Linked DNA regions of Mus musculus: region 1 is linked to region 2. Evidence: chromatin contacts called from public Hi-C data. All regions are on one chromosome and are shown on one strand. The core of a region is the stretch at or near the end of the contact, and the rest is flanking DNA. Distances in the headings are between cores, read along the strand shown.

Region 1 (4,094 bases), core at 972-3,471, 540 kb after region 2:
GCATATACATAAAATAAATAAGTAAAGATCTAAGAAAAAGGGGGGCAAGATTCTTCAACTGTGGGCTGGCAGTCTTCACAATGCATACCTTTGGGCATCTTAGGGACACACAAGTCATTTCAGAGACAGGCCCTTGGAACTCACTGCCCAGCCAGCCTACCTGAACCTCAGGGTAAAGGACTGGGGAGGCAGCTCAGTAAGTATAAAGACCTCTGTGCAAGCATGGAAACCTGAGTTCTTCGTGTAAAAGCCAAGCCTGGTAGCACATACCTGTGACCCAGGGCATGTAGGGGAGAGAGACAGGAAGATCCAGAAGGCTCATTGGCCAACTAGTCTCTTCCTAGTGTTTCTGCCAGATTCAATGAGAGATGTGCACCCCCAAAAGGTAAAATGCGGATGGGGGGCTGGAGCAATGACTCTGCACTTTAAAACATTTACTTAATCGTTGTTCTTACAGAGAACCTGAGTTCAGTTCCTAGCATCCACATCAGGCATCTCAGGTAACTCCAGCTCCAGGGAATCCAATGCTCTCTTGTAGCTTCTGTGGATACCTGAACTCAGAAGGCACACACACACACACACACACACGGGGACACACACACACACACACACACACACACTTACACATAAATAAAACGATATATATATATGTATATATATGTGTGTGTGTGTGTGTGTGTGTGTGTGTGTGTGTGTGTGTGTGTGTATGTGGAGATTAGTAACAGAGGAAGATACTTAACATCAATCCCTGACTTCCAGAAACAACAGAATAAATAAACATGAACACACATACACACACATACACACACACTGGTAGAAGAAGAAGGAGAAGGAGAAGGAGAAGGAGAAGGAGAAGGAGAAGGAGAAGGAGAAGGAGAAGGAGAAGGAGAAGGAGAAGAAGAAGAAGAAGAAGAAGAAGAAGAAGAAGAAGAAGAAGAAGAAGAAGAAGAAGAAGAAGAAGAAGAAGAAGAAAGAAGAAGAAGAAGAAGAAAAGAAGAAAGAGAGGAGGAAGAGGAAGAAGAAGAAAGAAGGATGAAGAGGAGGAGGAGAAGAGGAAGAGGAGGAGGAGGAAGGAGGAGGAGGGAGGAAGAGGAGGAGGAAGAAGGAGAAGGGAGAGGAGGAGGGAGGAGAATAAGGAGAAGGAGAAAGAGAAGGAGAAAAGGAAGGCAGCTCCCAGGGAACATCACCAGAGTGTGAAACAAGAACCCGAAGTTATGCATGAATATACACAAGACATACCCCACCTATCCATTCACCCATCAAAATAAACACATACAGTAACAAGGAGAAAAGGCCAGGAGAAGACAAAGCAAGTCAACATGTCAGCATGATCTCCCCCACTTCCTTCCTGAGCGCCTTCCTGGGCCCCCTGAGGCTGTCCCAGTAGCTCTCTGGGGGAAGCTGGGTATCTTCACAGAGGACTTCACCACAGGCAAGCATTTGGCAAGGGTTGACGTGTTCTTATCTAAGTTGACACCCTGACTCTGGGTCTCTGGGCTAAAAGATACTCATCAGAAGCATGTGGCACTTTCAGTGAAACCAAGGGAAGATGATCTATTTACTTTAGCCCTGAGAGCATCACTGTTAAACACTACTATCTATCTACCTATCTATCTATCTATCTATCTATCTATCTATCTATCTATCTATCTATCTATCTATCTATCTGTCTATCTACCTACCTATCTATCTATCTATCTATCTATCTATCATCTATCTATCTACCTACCTATATATCTTTCTATCTACCTATCTATCTATCTATCTATCTATCTATCTATCTACCTACCTACCTATCTATCTATCTATCTATCATCTATCTATCTACCTACCTATATATCTTTCTATCTATCTATCTATCTATCTTTCTTTCTTTCTTTCTTTCTTTCTATCTATCTATCTATCTTTCTTTCTATCTATCTATCTATCTATCTATCTATCTATTGGTTATAACTCTTAAAAATAGAAACAAAAGGAAATGTGCCCTAGGGGAGGCTCGGGGACTGCTGGGACTGCTGGGACCTTTGGAACTTTGTGTGTGGGGTTCCAGGCAGGGCTGAAGGGGCCAGGTTGCGGGGACAGCAAATGGGCTCAGAGAGGCAAGAACAAAAGCCCAGAGAGATGACCTCACCCCAGTAACAAAGCTGCAGGCTGGCCCTCTCCTAGGCTGCCTCAGTTTGGTGCCAGCTTTTGTGACTACAGCTTAGCCGTTTACACGGCTGCTGTGCAAAAGCACTGTCGTGTTCATTAACTCATTTGATCCCTTAACTCTGGGCAGCCAGGCAGGGCAGGACTTATTCAATCCCTTCAGCCAAAGGAGAAGATAGAAGTCCAGCTTGCAAATCACAGTGACCCTGGCAGGTCACCCACTCCGCCCCCCACCCCCACCATTCGGTCATCCTCTGCCAACGCTTTCCCTAGCTTCAAAATAAAATGACACTATTTGCTAATACTTACTGAGAACTTATTCAATAACAAACAGACTGACATGTCTGCAACATGACATAAATTGACTGACCCTCTTGATAACGCCATGGTGGCATGTATTCATTTCCAGTACCTGTGGCAAATTACCAAAAAGAGAGTAGCTTTAAAGAGAAATGTGTGAGATTCCTAGAAACCAGAGATCTATCCTTAGTGTTTCTGGGGTCTTTTTGGAGGCTCCAGAGAAAAACAGTTCTTTCTCTTTTTGTACTTTTGGTGGCTTCTGGCATGCCTGGCACGTCGTTGCAACATCACCCCCAATCTCCTAAGAATCTCTTGCCCGTCTTCACACTCCCTTCTCCTCCCTGAGCCTTGAGGAATCCACTTTGCTGACTTCTTTTATAAGGTCCCTTTGAACCCCATCGGCCCACCAGTAATCCAAAATAATTAATTACGTTCTATCTTAAAACCCTTAATCACTCTACAAAGATTCATTTTTTTCCAAATAAATGAACATTTGAGGGCTCTAGGGGATGGGATAGAGGCTTATTCAGAGAGGACCTATTCAGCCTATCGCAAATAAGTGATATTCGATGCCCATTTCTTTTTCTCAGAAATGACACTGAGGCCAGGAGAGAACACACAGGTCTGGGGTCAGGAGATGCTGCCAGTGTAAATGACACTAAGCGTCAAATCTGGATGCTGGTGACATAGTTGATGGTAGTGCTCTCCTCACGTGCCAAAGAGAAGGGAGATCTCATCAAAGAAACAAACTAAAAGACAACTCTAAGAGAGCCATGCCCTTTCCCCAGACCTAAGATTCACAGTGCCTGCTGGTGTGGGGCCCAGAACATCAGCCTTGGTTCTAAGCTTATCTCACTCTGGATCGAAGTTAGCCACATCTGATGGGTTCTCGTCCAGATGGTTCTCCTCAGAGCCATCTTGAGGTAGGTACAGCTGGCCATCACATTAGCCTATTCCAGTCAGGTGCTTTGCTCAATAAAACCTCAGAGAGCAATCTCCATCCTGGTGGAAATGGCCGGGGAGGGGCTGGGGATTCCAGATCGCCAATGGAAGAGCGGCAGCGTCTGACTGAAATCCTATAGCCATCCTAGAACCAAACAGGTCACAAGCCAAGGGCAGATGTTTGCACCCAACTACAAATAGATATGAGTGGCCTGAGATGCGTGAGGGGGGGGGGGAGGGGAGGAGGGAGGAGTTTCCAAAAAGGATCTGCTCTGACTAGGGAATGGCCCTGAATCAAACACAATCATATCAGCCCTGGCCCGTGAGTGCCTCGTTCTCCAAGTGGGGGAGGTCAGACAGCAGAAGACCCAGTGTGAGAAGGAGCACCACAGCCACAGGGGAGGAGGACCAGGAGCAAGTCAAGGGCGTGGTGGTAAAGAAGAGAAATAATTACTCCATGGGGTGCCTCTTGTCCCTTGGTGGAGGACAAGGCAACAACACTAAGAACTAACGAGCCACAGGAACACCCAGCACTGCCTCCCTCCAAAAAAACCCTTCTAAAATCTTAAGAAATCTCCTTCATGACCATACTAAGTAATGGAGGCAACACCAAAGAATTGACTGACACCCAGAGGTCACTCCTAGGCTCAGCCATTTAATCAAAGGATCCCCTTTCAGGACTGAAGACAACAGAGTCCTTGCTG
Region 2 (3,857 bases), core at 742-3,241:
TGCGTGTGTGTGTGTGTGTGCAAATGTGTGCACATGCCTTTGGAGGCCATAGGAGAATGTCAAGTGCTCTTCACAATTTCTTTTTTGTTTTATGTTTTGTTTTATTTTGGTTTTAAGACAAGATCTTGCCTGAGGCTTGGCAGGCAAGCCTCCCAAATCCTATTGTCTCTGCCTCCTCAGACCTGGGATCACAGGTGCATGCCACTAGTCCTAGATTTTTAATGGGAATTCTGGGGATTTAATTTGGATTCTGAAGTTTGCAAGACAAATCTTTTAGTAACTGAGCTATTTCTCCAGCTTGTGTGTATTAGTCAGGGTTCTCTAGAGTCATAGAACTTATAGAATCAAGGTGTGTGTGTGTGTGTGTGTGTGTGTGTGTGTGTGTGTGTGTGTCTAGGTGTGGTCCAGTTACTCCAACAATTATGAACGGAAAAGTCCAAGAATCCAGTAGTTGCTCAGTCAATGAGTCTGGATATCTCAGCTGGAATCATGAAGGGATGTGCTCTAATGCCAGTGAGGAAATGGAGCAAGGGAAGTGCATATAGGCAGGGGAAACTTTCTTTGATGCCCTTCTATAGGCTTTCAGCAGAAGGTGTTGCCCTGATTAGAGCTGGATTAAAGATTTGACTTAAAGGTGTGTCTTCCTACCTTAAAGATGGGGATTGGAAGAAGATTTTCCCACTTCGAATTAAGCAGAAATTCCTCATAGGTACACCCTCCATTTGGGGGGGGGTTTAGTTAATTCCAGATGTAGTCAAGTTGACAACCAAGAAAAACCATCATATTGTGCTATACAGATTTTAAATGCTACATAAAATTGTAATGAACACGGATTCAGATTGTTTACCCATCTCCTATGACTCTCATTCTCTGAACCCTACAACTTCCACAGTGGGTGAAATGGTCCACTTCAATCTGAAATGGCAGTGTTACTCTTGCCTGGAAACAGAATAGCTCAACATAAGAAAGAAACCTTTAAAAAAATGTTTTAATTTATTAAAGGATTCAACCCAGAATGGCTCTGTTACTCTTTCCCTGGCCTCGTGTATCCTGGTCCTGAGGTCAATGATAACCTCTTAGAAGGCAGTAACAAGTTATTTTGGTCTCACTAAGAATGATCATGAAGCAACTCGTGTTTCTTTCTGAGTTAATAAAGAACATTTGCTGCAAAACCACAGGGCCCTGCAGATAAAGCAATTGGCAAGAAATGGTAGGCTTAAATACCAGAAAACAGCCCGTATCCAAACAGGTGTGCCATAAAGCAGGGTAAATAAGCCTCGAAGTATGCGGTTCAACCCCAGCAAGATTGCTTAAGAATCTTTCCTTCTAGCCTGAAAAAAAAAAAAAAAGCTAGACCCCAAACCAGCCCTCTAGTGTCCTTTTCAGATGCCACAGCTGGAAAAACAGATCTTGTCAGACAGTCCAAAGTAAGAGTTGTTTTAATTTTTTTTTAATGGCCAGATAAACAAAGCCTGGGGAGGGGAGTGATTACAGTTTTGTGAATGTGGCCTTGGGCGCAGATCTTGTGAAAGACCTTTTAGAGCCATCCAGAACTTTCAGCCTTTAAGAACTGTGTCTGCCTCTTTGAATTAGCAGTGACCACTTCACGTTGTGTTGGGATGTATTTAAAAATACAGGAATTTGTGTGTGTGTGTGTGTGTGTGTGTGTGTGTGTTTGTGGTGGTGGTGGTGGTGGCTCAGTTTTCCTAACCATGTGGGTCTTTCACTTAAGAGTACAGATGCCTGAAGAGAAAGCTTTGGTTTGGTTTCCATTAAGACCCGCTAAGTGCACAGGAAACATGGCTTCGAGCCACCAAGGATCAAATAAACTCTCTCTTTTTTTTTTTTTTTTTTTTTTTTTTTTTACTTTTCTGGCCAAGAACAAAGGTAGGCTATGCAAGAGCGTCTAGAAGTACAGGAGTTAAATATTTCCCACTGGGCTGTTTTGGTGTTTGTCATTATTTGTTCTTTGCCGACCTGTGTCGAGCAAGGAAAAAGTCAAAAACAACCTTCACAGGGACTAAAGAACTCTGGGAATAGGTTATACTTACCACAGCTCCATGCCAGGGAGATATTGCAGTGGGAATGGGTAGTCTTTGAGTCCGAAGTTCAAATTCTGACTCCACTGTTGCTGAGAAAGGCGATAGTCACTTCTAAACCCGTTTTTCACCTTTAGCATGGCCTTATATGTATAGTGCCTATGAAGACTGAATGTGAGTACATGCCAGGCATGTGCGGACACAGGAAGATGACATCCTGTGAAGTATACACATGTGAAATCATCACCATGTAGCCTAGGCTGGATTGAAACTCATAATCCTCCTGCCTCAGCCTCCAGAGGGCTAGAATTATAGGCATGCAATCTCCTGCCAGGCTAATTATCATAAGACAATCTACACACAGCTTCCATTTGAACCATTGGGCTGTTCTCCTTGGAGTCTGCCCTTTGGGCACACCCTTCTCAGCATGCAACCTTAATTCCCATGCCTTCCTTTTATTATAACTTTTATTAACAAATAAATATATTTATTGATAAATAAACCAAATATGGTTTTATTTAGTTATTTTTGAGGGTCTGACTATGTAGCCCTATTTGGCCTAGAACTCACAAAAATCCACCTACCACTGGCTTCCTAGTTCCTAGACTAAAAATGGGTACCACTGCACCCGGCCAATTGTTACAACTTTTGATCTGTGCTGTGAAAAATGGAACCAAACCAGGAGTGAAAAACCAAAGCAAGGTGATCATTTGTCAAAGTTGTTTTTAAAATGTGTGGTTCTGGTTTCAGTTCTTGCTTCCTAGCCAAGTGATCATTTCCAGCTTTCTCTCCCTCACCTACAGAAAGAGCAGCATGGGGAGAGATTCTTAAGTTACTCTCCTCAAGGTAGTGACACCTGTGCTGGCTTGCATGCCAGGCTTCCTCTCTGAGTCTGTCTAGTTACAGAGACTTCACCTGCTGCCCCCGTCAGCTGAACACTGCCCTCTCCTCACAGCTAACTGACCTTCAATATCCACTTCACAGCCAGGACCCACCAGACCCCACTTTAGTCCTGTGAACAAACATTTTGACTTGTGCCAAATTCAGTGTCTCAGAAAGTACAGCCCCACTCTGGCTGGATCTAGAAGGAATCTGGGCATCCTCTTAGAAACTCCATTTCCTCTAAAAAGTGATGCTGGTGGGTGGGTCTCCCTTTATGTTGTGAGTAACAAAAATGATCTCTCTCTCTCTCTCTCTCTCTCTCTCTCTCCCTCCTCCCTCCCTTCCCCAACAAGTATAAATAGGCGCTCCTCTTATCTGATCATCCCCTAAATGTTTTTCATTTGAAAAATGCAGTTAATTTTAGATAATTGTCAGCGATAATCTCAAACTTGTGTGTAGCACGGGCCCTGGTTTTAAGTTCCGAGAATCTAAGAACAGCATGATTTGTCTAAAGGACCTTGTCTGGGCCCCAGTGCCTCTGACTTGCCACTCTTATCAGAACACAGTGAGGCTCTCCTTAACTGAATCAGAGGTATGACTGCTTCTGCAGAGGGCTCCTCTGAACCCTCTCAGCTGCCTATGTGGGGTTTGAAGGCTGGAGACAAGCACCAGGGAGCTCAGAGCAAGATGGAGTTAAATCTGAGGCCCCCCAACATTGCCTACAGGGTTAACTCTGCAAGGATAAAGTGGCCTCTACCCCCTGAGCCTCCTAGGTCCCTCCTGGAGATCCTGCAAAGATAACTACAGTCATAAATGTTATGCAAAGGCTGCCTTGAGACCTTTCTAAATAGCAGGCTGTTTTCAGAGCCTGGGCAGCATTTGTCCTGGCCAGAGTTAAGAGGTAAAGAACGTTCCACTCGTAAGCTTGCATGGAAA

The links. A called contact is a pair of places that touch in the nucleus more often than the background predicts.
Region 1: a contact with region 2 is called in a Hi-C map of liver, with 3 times the contacts expected there. The contact joins two enhancer-like sites. A contact is called at or near these places in 2 of 484 Hi-C or Micro-C datasets (both in liver), 1 of 115 datasets of contacts at active chromatin or transcription factors (kidney) and 1 of 9 other capture datasets (embryonic stem cells).

What each region holds. Positions count from the first base shown.
Region 1 is chr8:116,365,515-116,369,608 of GRCm38.p6, forward strand. No RefSeq gene overlaps it. Among named protein-coding and RNA genes, the nearest start is that of Gm31278, 15 kb to the left of the region's middle. Within about 2 kb of position 2,222, at least 26 of the 459 cell types and tissues checked have an H3K27ac peak or open chromatin away from gene starts, as enhancers often do. A contact at or near this core is called in liver, where this site is marked.
Region 2 is chr8:115,822,585-115,826,441 of GRCm38.p6, forward strand. No RefSeq gene overlaps it. Among named protein-coding and RNA genes, the nearest start is that of Gm30925, 5.7 kb to the right of the region's middle. Within about 2 kb of position 1,992, at least 10 of the 459 cell types and tissues checked have an H3K27ac peak or open chromatin away from gene starts, as enhancers often do. A contact at or near this core is called in liver, where this site is marked.